2 separate regions of the Mus musculus genome follow, and region 1 is linked to region 2. The links are chromatin contacts, called in public Micro-C maps. All regions are on one chromosome and are shown on one strand. The core of a region is the stretch at or near the end of the contact, and the rest is flanking DNA. Distances in the headings are between cores, read along the strand shown.

Region 1 (6,626 bases), core at 410-2,909, 56 kb before region 2:
GGGATGGCTGAGATTTTGCATCTTGGTGACTAGGTTAATGGTGGCGGAAACCATCTTCTACGGGAGCGTTGGGAAGGCCTGGGGCACAGAAACGGAGTATTATAACGTCTCCTCAAAGATATTAGACTCAACTGAATACACAGGGCCCCTGGATTGTAATTGAAGTTAAGTAGACTTGAAAAATGAGGTTTTAGGAAGTCAACCTGTCAATCTAATTTTTTATCTTTTAAAGATATCTATCTTATAAAGGGCTGGGCACGTGTGGTTCACACCCCGTAGCAGGGAGACAAGAAGAGGGATCAAGAGACTGATATCAGCTTTAGCTGCTACAGTAAAAAACAAACAAGGAGGAAAAGGGGCCAGAGATTAAGTGTCCCGGGCCTGATGCTTGAACCTGCATAGTGCTTAGTAGCAGTAAGAACCAAGAACTCTGGGTTCATCAGACTAGCAGAGTGGCCAAGAGCTCCTGGCTGGCTGGAAGCCAAGCCCCAAACTGAAAACAATATCTACTTGAAGACTGACAGGGTTAAGCTCTCAGTGTCAGGCACACAGCACTGGATAAGCATCTGCTATGGGGTAAAGGGAAAGGGATTTTTTTTAAACCTAGTCCTCGATGACCTTGGGGAGAACAATTTCCCCCGAACAAAAACTGCAAATTGTAAACCACAAGCGCAAAGTACGGCGGCGGCGGCAGTCACTAAAGAGGATGAGTTTTATACAAGAAACGCAAAACAGGAGTGAGTGGAAGAAAAGATGACTTGGGAGCTCGGAGCTGAGAGAAAACGCTCATGGGCAGCTTCAGGGACAGGAGGGAGTTCAGTAGGCAATCGCCGGGTCTCTGAAACTATTGTTCAGTGGGAGTGGGACTTTTGTGCCTTGCTGCCAGCCGGACCGCTCCCACCCCGAGTTCCAGTTAGTCCCCAAAGGCGCTCCTCTGAATCCGGTAAGTTTGAATCAGCGAGGGCTGATAAGAAAGAAAGGCCCACTTCACACCACAAGACACCTAGGCGATAAATGACAGGAGTTGCCACTCCGTCTCCAGAACGACCTGTTCCACAGCCGTGGACTCATCCTCCCTCCCTGGCCCGCAGCAGTCACCGGGACGGGATGCTGTTCCCGGAGCCAAAGAGACAGCGCCCTGAGTTCCCTCGGGCAGGCGGGACGCACCCAGAAGCAGGAAGAAGGGATAGCTGGTTTGTGAAGAGGAGTCTGGGAAGCCAGGACCCGGAGCCGAGAAAGTGACCTCCGCGGTCCAAGGTCGAGCAAGACCTTCCCTCCTTGAGTCTCAACCGCAGCAGCTCAGCACCCCATGCCCCGGAGGGCCCCGATCTTCCCTAGGGGTACAGGGCTCCAGGGCTCCGGGAGGCACAGGTGAGCGCGGCGCGCCCGACCAGCGAGCAGCACCGCCAGGAGGGAGGCCCTGCCCGGCCCCACGCCGCTTCCTTTCCCGTGCGACCCCCAGGGGCTCGACCCCTTCGGCTCGCGCGTCCTTCCCCCGCAGCCCTCCGCGCCACCCCCGAAAGCCTCGCCCAGTCTGCTGGGGCCCGCAGCCCCGCACTCACCGCGCCGAGGGGCGAGCAGCGCGCGCGGGAGCCGAGGGCGGCGGCGGGCAGTGCGAGCGCAGCTCTCACAGCGGCCCCTGCTGCCGGGGCTGCGGACCAGGCTGCGAGGGGCGGAGGCGGTAGGGTGGCACCTGCCGGCTCTCCCAGCCCCGCGCGTCACCCGGGACCGCCCCCCGGCCCGCCTGCCCGTCGCCGCCAGGTGACGCCGAGGGGTGGGGTGTCATGCCAGCCTCTCCCGCTGCCGCCCTCGCCGCGGGTAGAGCCTGGCCCCGAGCAACCCAGGGTGCAGTAGGGGGCCGGTTCCCGTCCGCTCTACTGGTGCCCTTTCTTTCTGAGAGTGAATACCAACATCTGGATTCATCCGCATGCTTAACCAAAATACTATGGGAATTGTCGTCCTGCTTGACTCTAATGGATTACAGGACCGGTCGAGGGAGGGCGCGGCTGGAGGGAAGAAGGGATGAAGGAGAAATAGGTCTCTAAAATGGAGACCAGACCAGTAAAGATGCCCAAGCCAGATTTTGGCAGCTCGATCCCTTTTAATTATTAAGAATGAATTGTTGAAAAATAGGAGGCGCGGGGAGGCTTTTAGTGCAATGAAGAACAGACTGTATGCAACTTTTTTTTATGGTGATCAGAACAAGGAACAGAGTCTAGCAAACTCCCGTCTCCTTCACTGATTGATGGATTGGAATTGCTGAACTGGATGAATGTAGGCCTGTGCTTGTGCACTGGACTTTTTTTTTTTTTTAATGAGCTAGTCCTGTGTTTAGTTATGATCATAATAAACACTGTAACGATTTCTAAATCAAGCACAGGAAGGCAAAATGTAAGTCTAGAGGTATCTGCTTCTATAGCAAAACCTAAAACTAGAATTGATCTTTCAACTAGAACATCCCCTATCCTCCATCCCCCTCCTACACTCCCGAGAGTTTGCCTTCCCTGTGCGGACTGCCTCACCACATGGGCTCTGCTTGCTCTAGAGTTCCTAGCCTAGAATCAGGGTAAGAAGTCTCTTGACAAGTAGAGACCTTGCATAGGGAAAGCAAAAACAAGCAAGCAAGACAGCCTTCCATGACCCAACCCTAGAACATTGAAAATAAGGTTTCAGTGTCTACCTAAAACTCTGGGCACTCCCACTGAATAGTCAAGGAGACAGCAACTCCCAAAGGACAGAAGTTCAAATGCAAATTAAGACGCTGAAGATATCTTCTACTGGAGATGTAACTTGGTGGTAGAGGGCTTGCCCGGCTTGTGCAAGTTCCTGAGCTCAGTGCTTTACATCAATCAAAAAACAAACTAATGAATCCTTGTTTATGCTCTTCTTTCATGTTACAAATAAGTTGTTTGGTAGATTTGGAAACGCCTTAAAAATTAGAGACAATTGTCACATGCCTGTCACTGTTTCTGTCTGTATAAAATTTCAAACATGCAAGAGCCTAATTAGATTCATTTAATTAGATTTAAGACCTATTTAATGCTGTTACCCCCACCCCACCCCACCCCACCCCAGGATCTAAAGATCCAGCAGACAACCAAAACAAACTAAAAATGTTCTGTCTTTTCAGGGAGGGAACTTTCAGTCTAACCAGAGCTTACAATAAAGTTAATACATAACCAGGTCAGGAAAAAAAAAATGTGTTCAGGTCCTGACAAGCACCACGGGAAGGGGAAGGGCATGGGGATTTTTGAGGGGGGATGGGAGGGGGAAGCTTCATTGTTGAAGGCCTCTGTGAAAGGAGCCTTTTGCATCTCGTGTTTTTGAGATTCACTATGCAGCAGAGGCTGGGAATAAAACTTCTGATAGTAACCCAGGCTATCCTCAAACATATATCCCTCCTGTCCCCTTCTCCCCAGTGCTGAAATGGCAGGCTAAGAGGAAGTCTGTGTGTATCGGGTAAGAAGCACTCTAGGCAACAGGAACAGTAGCTAAGCTGAAGGCATGGGCACAGAGACAGCAAGGAGGCCACATTTCCCAGAGGACCTAGGAGGTTGTGGGAGCTGAACTGGAACAGGGAGGGCAACATCGAAGTCTCAAAGGAGCAGTTCTGAAGAGTGGCACCTTCTGGTCGCTCAGTTTTCTTTTCTTTTCTTTTTCTTTTTTTCTCTTTCCTTCCTTTTTTCTTTTTTCTTTTTTTTTTTTCTTCCTCCTTTTCTTTCTGCTTTTCTCTTTTTGGGGGCAAGGTCTGGCTATGAAATCTAGGCTGCCCTCAAACTTTCAAATCTTCCTGCCTCAGCCTCCTAAGTGCTGGGATGATAGGCCTTTGTTCCAGCCTGGCATTTTAAAGTAAGTGTTCTAACAATGTTACTGAGAGTGGTATAGAGGATGGGGAGGAATGGCCGAGACATAGCAAGGAGACAGTTAAGAGGCTCTTACACAGTCCAGATAAGATAAAGCAGAGGCAAGGAGGAGCTGGTTGAAGTGAAAAGGCCAGGCTTTAAAATACATTCTGGCATTCAGAGGCAGAGGCTGGTGGGTTCAAGGCCAGCCTGGTTTACAGAGGGAGTTCCAGGTCAGCCACACCCTGTCTCATCTCCCAACCTCCAATACATCTTGACGACAAGGGCCAACCCGATTCCCAAAGGTCTGAGGTGAGCGATAAGAAAGGGTGTGTTCCAAAAAAAAAAAAAAATGAAAGCATTTTCCATAAGCAACTGCAAAGAACATGTTGCTTGTATAAAGAGGAAGACAGAGGGAAAAAAAAATAGGGCAAAGGGCAGAACACATTCGAGGACTGATTTAAATGGAGGAGGCTATTAGGTATCCAAGTGGGTGTATCAGACATCAGACATGCAGTTGGTTATCTCAGTCTTCAGACTGAGAGAGGGGCTTGCCTGGGAATGTAAATTTAGGACTTATCAGCCTCTTGATATTTTTAAAGATGGGTAAGAGCATCGAGAAAGGAGAAAGGAGATGAGGAGTCTGCAGACAGCCTCCTGGGGCACCACAGTGGTGAGTGGTTATGGAATGGGGATGGAGAGCCAGCCTAGAGGAAAATCTGAGCATCCATGATTCCTGAAAGGTAGCTCTGTTAGGAATGCCATAGTAACAGTGTACAGCAAATCACTCCCTAGCAAAAATAATTAGTAGATTTGCCTTTGTCTTCATGGCCACCAATCTGTAGGTAGATTTAGTAGGCAAGCTGGCCTTACCTCAACTGATGACCTCTGGAACCAAGAAGGAAGGCGCAGCAACTGGCTTGAGACCTCACAGCACACCACTCGAGTCCAAATGGCATTCCCAAGCTTATGAGCACACTGAAGGTCCCTGGCACATCAAGCTGGCTAACATTCCATTGCCTTGAAGCCATCAGAGAGCCAGATCCAACATCAATGACCTATAAAAATATTAAGCCAACTCTAGAAGGTGATGAAAAAGAACGCTTGCTAAAGAATGACACAGATTCTTATCACCGTAGGAGAAGAACAACATGTTACAACATGGCGCTAGCGAATGCCGAGCACTAGAAGGGACTGCGGATTTAGCAATATGGAAGTCATCCACCAAATGTGACAAAAATGGCTTTAGTTAAATGGATGGGGCGAAACTCTGGCCAGAGTGGGTTTCAAGAGTAGACGGGAAGAGAGCAATCACAGAGGAGAGTTTTAGACTGTTTGTAATCCAGTTTGTTGTGCAGTCAGGAAAGGATCCAAGGAGAACAGAGTGAAGCACAAGCATTGTCAGGTATGCAGACGCTCTGTGGTACATACATATTAAAAGGAAGGAAGGAAGGAAGGAAGGAAGGAAGGAAGGGAGGGAGGGAGGGAGGGAGGGAGGGAGGGAGGGAGGGAGGGAGGGAGGGAGGAAGGAAGGAAGGAAGGAAGGAAGGAAGGAAGGAAGGAAGGAAGGAAGGAAGGAAGAGAGAGGGAGGGAGAGAGAGAGGAAGAAGGAGGAGGAGGAAGAGGAGGAGGAGGAGGAGGAAGGCAGGCAACAGCTGGAGCTCTAGCCTACTTTTATTCTTTTTATTCCAAAAAAGGAATTCAGAAACAACAGTGGGCCCTTCCTGTGGTTTTTGTTGCATATCCCTCATACATACTTTGATTTTCATGTAAATGTAAAATAAACAACTACATTGTAAGTACCTAGTACCAGACCACATATATTATCCCAAAACTTTGTTTTTTAGTCAACTTTTACTTTTTAGATTTATTTTTAGCATGCGTGCACACGAGTGTGTGTGTGTGTGTGTGTGTGTGTGTGTGTGTGTGTGTGTGTGTATACTGTGGATGTATGACCCTAGTGTGGAGGTCAGAGGGCATCTAGCAGGAGTCAGGTCTCTCTATCCAGCAGCAAGCATCTTTACCCACGGAGTCATCTCACCAGTCTCAACCAATCCTTGTCAATGACTTATTAGTGTAGATGCATGTAATTTTTTTATTCATTTAATTACTACAGTATTGAACAACCAAGCCTTTGTACATTTGACTGATGATGAACAAAATTAAGTTATAACAAAATACCATAGGCTAGATAGATTAGATAAGTGGCATTTTCTTAGAGTTATATGGTCAAGTCCAAGGTCGGGTCCTGGAAGGGGCCTATTCAGCTTGCAGATGGCAATCTTCTTGATCTTGCTCATGGATTTCCTTTCTTCTTGGGGGGTGTGTTTAGAAAAGGGTCAGGGGCACCCTCATTCTGATGTCTCACCTACAACTACCCCCTAAAGCTAATCATTTTAGGCCAATGACTCCCAAAAGTTTTCCTCTGAACTCCACAAGACTGTGAACTGCACAAGCATGTGTGCACACACCCCACAAATAAATACATTTAAAAACTGAAACATGAAAACCGATCATTTGAAAGGCCCACCTCCAAATATCACCAGTTCTAAATTCAGGGAAGTGCATTTAGTACACAGTGCTTAAAGTTTTATCCTCCTAAGTAATGCCAAATTATATATTTATTACATTATGTTATAGCTCAGTTTGCCCCCAGCCCTTGCCAACATGTGGCATTCTTAGATCATATATATTATACAACATCTAATCGTGACAATACAATATAGACATGGAATAAGTACATTGTTACAATAATCCTTTTGTACTCTTATTTCCACTGTTGGG
Region 2 (6,499 bases), core at 435-2,934:
ATTAACACAGTTCCTCGGATTGTAGTGACCCCAACCATAAAATTATTTTTGCTGCTGCTTCATAACTGAAACTGTGTTTCTGTTATGATTCATAATATAAATATCTGATATGTAGGATATACGTAACCCCTGTGAAAGGGTAGAGACACACAGGTCGAAAACTGCTGATTTAAAGCTTTTAAGTCCTTAAAAAGTTATCTATGGATAAACAAGCTTTCAGGGAAAGTTAAAAATTCCAATAAACTTGGCTGATGACACCTAGTGGATAAAAGTTTGAATTGCACAATTTAAAGATTCTCTTAGATGTCTAAGACTGTAGAAATACAAACTATTATCAATGCCACAGTTAAAATGAAGTGAAGCGGAGGAGGGTTAGCGGTACCAAAGCGCAGCAAAGCTTTAGGGCGCAAGTGTTAAACTTCTTGATACGGTGATGGTCTTAAAAACATGTCAGCACTCAGCATGTTTTACGCAACCATGAAAATTTCATTTTTCTTTCTGTAGGGGTGCGGTGGAGTGGCATATGTCATTATGCAGCTCAGTTTGACCTGGAACTTGCTTCGGTAGCCCAGGCTGGGCCAGAAATCTTCCTCCATCTGCTTCTAGGAACCTGGGGTCACAGGCTTGTGTCACCAATGTTCAGCGTGTTCAATATCCAGTTTATGTGAATTACAGCTCCAGGTTGTAAACATCCTTTAAAAGATGTTGCCTGAGAGCGCCAAATGTAATGTTTACTATGCTTTTGTCACTAGCAGATGACAGGGAAGGACATCTTCTCTGAATAAATTAGGACTTTCCAGTTCAGTTACAAAAATAAATGAGAATTAAAGAATAACCTCATTACTTTAACAAAACAATAATCTTCACTGAAGCGTGAATATATATATATAATTTCAGTGTAATTTAACTAAATACTAGACCCCGTCAACATTGTTCAAATTTCAGTTACTAAGAAACACCATAAAGCTCAAAGCTCCAAAGCTATTTCATCTACAAGCCACTATATAAATAGCACGTGGTTGGGGACTTATTTACATGCCTTCTTTTCGAAATCCGTACGATTGATTTCTGTACACCTGTTACTCGGTTTACAAACACAGTCAAAGCATGCAGGTTCGTCTGTGCCTCAGAGATAAACCCACATGAAATTCTACAAAAATAAAGGCATTGGTCAACAGAACCAAAGCGCACCAAAGAAATAAGAAGCAGTCATGTTGGCAGTGAGGGTCCAGTGGAAGGCCGTGGGGTGAGCTGGCCGTGAGGATGTTCACAGTCCTGCCATTGGAGAGCCTGCCATCAGGTCTCTCCTGGAGTGACAGTTATCTAACTCGGCTCCCTGGTTACTTCCAACTACATCCTTCATGTACACAGCAAGCTACAATTACTGTGACCTGGGTTTTTCCTTCACACTCTCCCCTACACGCACACGTGGGTCTTCCTCCTCCGGCTCCTGCCGACTTCATCTTCAGCCCAGTCGGTCCTGCGACCCGATCTCCCTGCTCCAGACTCTCCCTTGGCACCGGAAGAGGAAAAGACACGCGCGTGACTCACCTCCGTGTGGACTGCGCTCTACGCAAGCGAAGAGGGTCCTCCAAACCCGACTGTCGAGCGGACAAAAAGCTCAACATCTCGGGTCCACACACCGGCTGGAGGCCTGGGCGCTGCCATGACAGACCGGGGAACTGGGGGATGCAACAACACGGGCTCTCATTGGCCAATCAGCGATGTGGCCTGACCAACGGAGAGCGGCGTTACTGGGGGGCTCGGAAAACGCCGGGCAGTGGGCGGAGCTTAGCGTGGGCGTGTCCTCCGGTGGCGGGTTGAAGCCTCAGACCTTGAGTTCGGCGCAGGCATGAGCTGGTGGTCCGGTGTGTGGCGCTCTGTTTGGAGCGCCTTGTCCAGGGAGGTGAGGGAGCACGTGGGCACGGACCATCTGGGGAACAAATACTACTACGTCGCCGAGTACAAGAACTGGAGAGGTGAGAGCGAGGAGAGGATACCGGTCGATGGATGCGCGTCCCGGGCGGGTGGCGGCCGCCGTACTTGGGGGCCGGGCCTCGGGTGCCCTGGTCCCTGTCCCGGGTCCCAGGACTTGGCGGTTGCCTTGGGCGACGAAGTTTGGACCCGGTCCTGCCAGAGGTTCTGGGGAGCATCGGGAAAGGCCTTGCGCCAGTGCCTTGCCTTGGTCTTCAGATCCGGGTTGTCCGCAGAGTTTGCGGTTCTTGGTGTCGCAGTGTCTGGCGCGCTCTCCCTGTCTGTCGCCGTCCTTGTCAACCCAGAACTTTCCGAATACACTGATCCGTTCTAATGTCCAGGTCGATTTCAGAAATGTGTGTCTAACTAAAACTGTTTTCAAGAACTGGAACGGTTTAGTTAAGAGGTGTTCTTTTATAGCCAGGCTTTAATCCCAGCACTCCGAAGGCAGAGGCGGATAGATCTCTGAGTTCGAGGTCGGCCTGGTCTATAGAGTGAGTTCAAGGACAGCCAGGGCTACACCTAGACCCGTCCCCCCGGGGGGGGGGGGGGGCGTTCCTTGTATGTGTGTGTGTTTGTGACTGTGTGTCTCTGACTCTCTCTGTCCCCACCTCCCCGCCCCCCTCCTCCCCCGTCCCCCTTGCAGCAGGCCACACAATGTCTTTTACTTTTCTCTATTGCTCCAGTATAGAAAGTCGCAGAGAAAGAAGTTGGGTCAGAGTTTAAGCGCTGACTGAGGCAGCTTAGGCACAAGTCCATTTTTCTCACTTAGGTGGTCTTACATGAAAGAGATAATAGTAGTGTCTGTCGCTACTGGGACGGTTGAAGACTGGTCCAACAACTGTGTTTCATTAATTTCTCACAATATTAACTATGTTAAACATTTATAAAAATGTTTTTCTTATCTTTAAAAAAGATTTATTAATTGTGTGTGTATTGCCTGCAGGTGTGTAGTTGTGTATCTGGTGTCAAAGCTGTTGGAACTGGAGTTGATGGTTGTTTAGCCACCATGTGAGTGCTGGGATTTGAACCTGGGTCTTCTATAAGAGCAGCAAGTGCTCTTAACCTCTGAGCCATCTCTCTAGTACCCACTTAACCCTTTTCTAAAACTTACTACCTTGAACTTTTTTGCCCACTGAGCATTTAAATATGCTGCCTCTGCTGCCTGTACCCAGATATCCACTGATCTGGGTTTCTGATGCTACAAATTGGTCTTCGTTTCCTACAGGTTTTAAACGTGAATATTTGTATATATGTCTTTATAGATTTCTTTCTGGGTCCTGTATTTAGGATCATTATTTTGAAGTTCATCTTTATGTGCATCAAAATTTTTACCTTGTTGCTAATGTTCTATCGTGTGGAATGCAGTATATATAGTTTTCTTACCTGCTCACCTGTTCATAGATCTTTGGATTAGTCCCTGTCTTAAGACTGTCACAGATAAATGATGAGACTTATAGATATAATGCGTTCATTTCTCTTTTACAAGGAGAACGCCTGGATCAGCCTGGAGATGTAGGTTAAACTTTGTGAGAAACAGACAGAGTGGCCCTAGTGGCCCATCCGCCTTTAGTCCCAGCACTCAGGAGGTAGAGGCTAGGGAATCTCTGAATCTGAGGCCAGCCTAGTGTACAGAGCAAGTTCTGGAATAGGTAGGACTACACAGAAACACTGTCTCAAAGGAAAAAAACAAAACAACAACACCCACCCCCCCAAAAAAGAGAGAAAAGAAACAGCTTGAAGATCCATTTTGTACCCCCACCAGCACCAACAGTTGAACTAAAGGGTTCAACTGTTAGGCATAATACATACATAATTGATACATACAGATACTCAGTTTTTCTTTACTGTTTACTTTATTTCTAATGAACTGAGTTTATTTGTAGTTGTTTTCCAGGACTGAGGAAATGTCTCACTGGGTTTCAGCCCTTGCTCAGCACACAGGAAGTTCTGAGTTCGGATCCCCAGCACCAAAGCCAGGGATGGCTGTGTGTACCCTACTCCCTAGCTTTGTAGGAACAGACTGGCAGCTCCGAGAGGTCAGCCAGCCTAGTCAGTAGGCAAGTTTCCAACCCAGAGACAGGTGGTGTCTCAAGGTAATGAGGCGGAGAGTATAGATAGAGGAGAAGGCCTGCCGTCCAGCTCTGGCCTCCACATGCCTGTGCACAGGATGTGCGCTGGCACACACAGAGCACCCAGACACAGCACAACTTCCTTTTCAAATTCAAACGCTATAAAACTAGCACACATCTCGCTTTTTGGTGGGTCAGGGCTTCATCTAACTTCATCATGATCAGGATACTGCCTTCAGTATCAGCTGACCCTTGACTCTCTAGGTTCGTAACCTTGCTAACTGATTATTATGCCAATTAGAGTTTTGTCTTCTTGAGAATATTATCTGGAGAGTCATACCATCTGTAACTCTTAAAAAATGGCCTCTTCCATTCAGCATGATGCCTTTAAGATGTGAAGAGTTATCAGTAGTTTGTTTCCTATTATTGGTGACTAACAGTCCGTGTCAAGGATATGCCGTAGTTTGTATGTTTACATTGAAGGACATTTGGGCTGAGTCCAGCTTTTGATGTTTATGAATGGAGCTGCCACAGAATTCACATATGGGTTTTGCATGAGCATTAATTTTCATTTCCCCAGAGGTATGACTGATTCTTAGCCTTTTCCTACCATTTAATTTCCACATGAGCTCAGTGCTCCAACTTGCTCCAAAAAATGTGAATAAAATACTTAACATCACAAGACCTTGTTGGAGTGCAAGAGAAATAAATTGGAAAATGTCACTTTAAGAGAGTGAGGTTTAAGTCCCCATCAACTGGAGTTAAATTTGGATTCCTTTTTTTTTTTTGGTTCTGTGATTTCTTTTTTCACTTGTAGTTTTCAGCACAGGGAGTGTGCATATATTTTGTTATATTTGCTTAGAAGTTTCTTGTGTTGGATACTATGAAGGGTATGTATGTGTTGTTTTGGTTTTCTGTTTTCTCCTCTGAAACAGCCTCAGTATGTAGCTTTGGCTGAACTAGACTCACTGTGTAAACCAGGTTGGCTTGGAACTCATAAAAGATCCACCTGCCTTTGGCTTTTGGCTCTCCCGTGCTAGGATTTTTATTTACCTTTTGCGTGCGTGCGTGCGCCTGTGCCTCTGAGTGCGCAGGCACACACGTGTTCCTATGCATGTGTACCTCTATATGGAAGCCAGAGATGAATGCCATCTGTCTTCTTCAGTCACTGTCTACATTATTTTTTGAGGCAGGGTCTCTTGATGAACCCCGAGTTCACTGATTGAGCCTGATTGACTGGCCATTGTGATGCTGGCTGTCCCTGGGGATCGTCCTGGCTCCACCTTCTCTGCCTTAGGATTATAGGCACATGGTACAGGAGCTGGTGTTTCACATGGATGCAGGGATTTGAACTCAGGTCCTCACACTTGTATAAAAGCACTTTACCCATGGAACCATTTCCTTAACCCAGCTTTTAAAACTCCCTTTGTAAGCTTAATCTAATAGCTCCTTGCTTGTTCCCTGTTAGCTCAGAAGGTTTTTGTTTTTTTTTTTTCATGAGTGTATCTCAAAATTGTTTACTCTCATAAACTGAAATATATGGGCTGGCGTTTTAGTTAATATTGACTTGTTTATTCATTATGTGTGTGTGCATGGGTCTGCTTGGGCCACAGGGTGCTTGTGGCTAGCAGAAGAAGCCTTGGGACAGAAGATAGCTCTCTCCTTCTGCTCTGTGGGTTTGGGGATTGAAGCTCACTCGGGTCGATAGCCTTGGAAGCAAGTACCTCTGCTTTTGGAAGCATCTGACTGGCCCATGACTTTGTGTTAGGTTTACAGGAAAGCTATTTGGAAGTTACTAACACAGTCTTTCTTCCTTTCCCACACTCAGCCAGCGTCTTAGGTGAGTTTCCACCATTTGCTCCTCCCACGGAATCTCTAACTGTCACTGCCTGAGTAGTTTACTTTTCCCAAGAGCCAGAGTTGTAACTGTACCGTGTATAACCTTTTCACATTGGCTTTCACTTAATAATATGCAATTATATTGTTTTCTTTGTGTGCATACGACATAATGGCTCTCTTATCTCCCTCTTCTTCATTCTGTTAATTATGCATTGATACGTGTTTGATGAGCCTTTTAAATTAGTAGAATTTATTTTTTATGCATTGATTTCAGTGCTTTCATAGTTATTTATTGCCCCACCCCTGGCCACGACGTGTGCGCACATGTGTGTGTATCTCAAGTATGTCAGTGCCCACAGAGGCCAGAAGAGGGAATGGGACCCTCGGGGCTGGAGTTACCGGAGGCTGCTACAGAGCGGCTGCTACAGGTCACAGACCTATTGATGGAACTTTGATCTGTTTTCTAGCACAGCTATAAGCCTCTTTTATATATGAACCGAATAGGATTGGGGGAGATAATAGGTAGATAGAGTTCTAGTCATTTAAAATTTACACATTCATATAGGAACACACACTAGAAACACACTTTGCCATTCTCAGTGTCATCACAATAC

Evidence for each region. A called contact is a pair of places that touch in the nucleus more often than the background predicts.
Region 1: a contact with region 2 is called in a Micro-C map of embryonic stem cells, with 2.8 times the contacts expected there. The contact joins the promoter of Elovl7 here to the promoter of Ercc8 in region 2. A contact is called at or near these places in 2 of 39 promoter capture datasets (HPC-7-derived erythroid cells and pre-B cells), 8 of 484 Hi-C or Micro-C datasets (CD8 T cells, embryonic stem cells, granulocyte-monocyte progenitors and 3 more), 2 of 115 datasets of contacts at active chromatin or transcription factors (embryonic stem cells and memory CD8 T cells) and 2 of 9 other capture datasets (adipose tissue and pancreatic islet).

The regions. Positions count from the first base shown.
Region 1 is chr13:108,209,437-108,216,062 of GRCm38.p6, reverse strand. It overlaps Elovl7 (ELOVL family member 7, elongation of long chain fatty acids (yeast)), which reads right to left and starts at 1,659. Exons shown (of 8, transcript NM_029001.5): 1 at 1,563-1,659.
Region 2 is chr13:108,153,923-108,160,421 of GRCm38.p6, reverse strand. Ercc8 (excision repaiross-complementing rodent repair deficiency, complementation group 8) reads right to left here and starts at 1,684. Exons shown (of 12, transcript NM_028042.4): 1 at 1,552-1,684. The coding sequence starts at 1,628. Ndufaf2 (NADH:ubiquinone oxidoreductase complex assembly factor 2) reads left to right here and starts at 1,797. Exons shown (of 4, transcript NM_001127346.1): 1 at 1,797-1,979. The coding sequence starts at 1,853.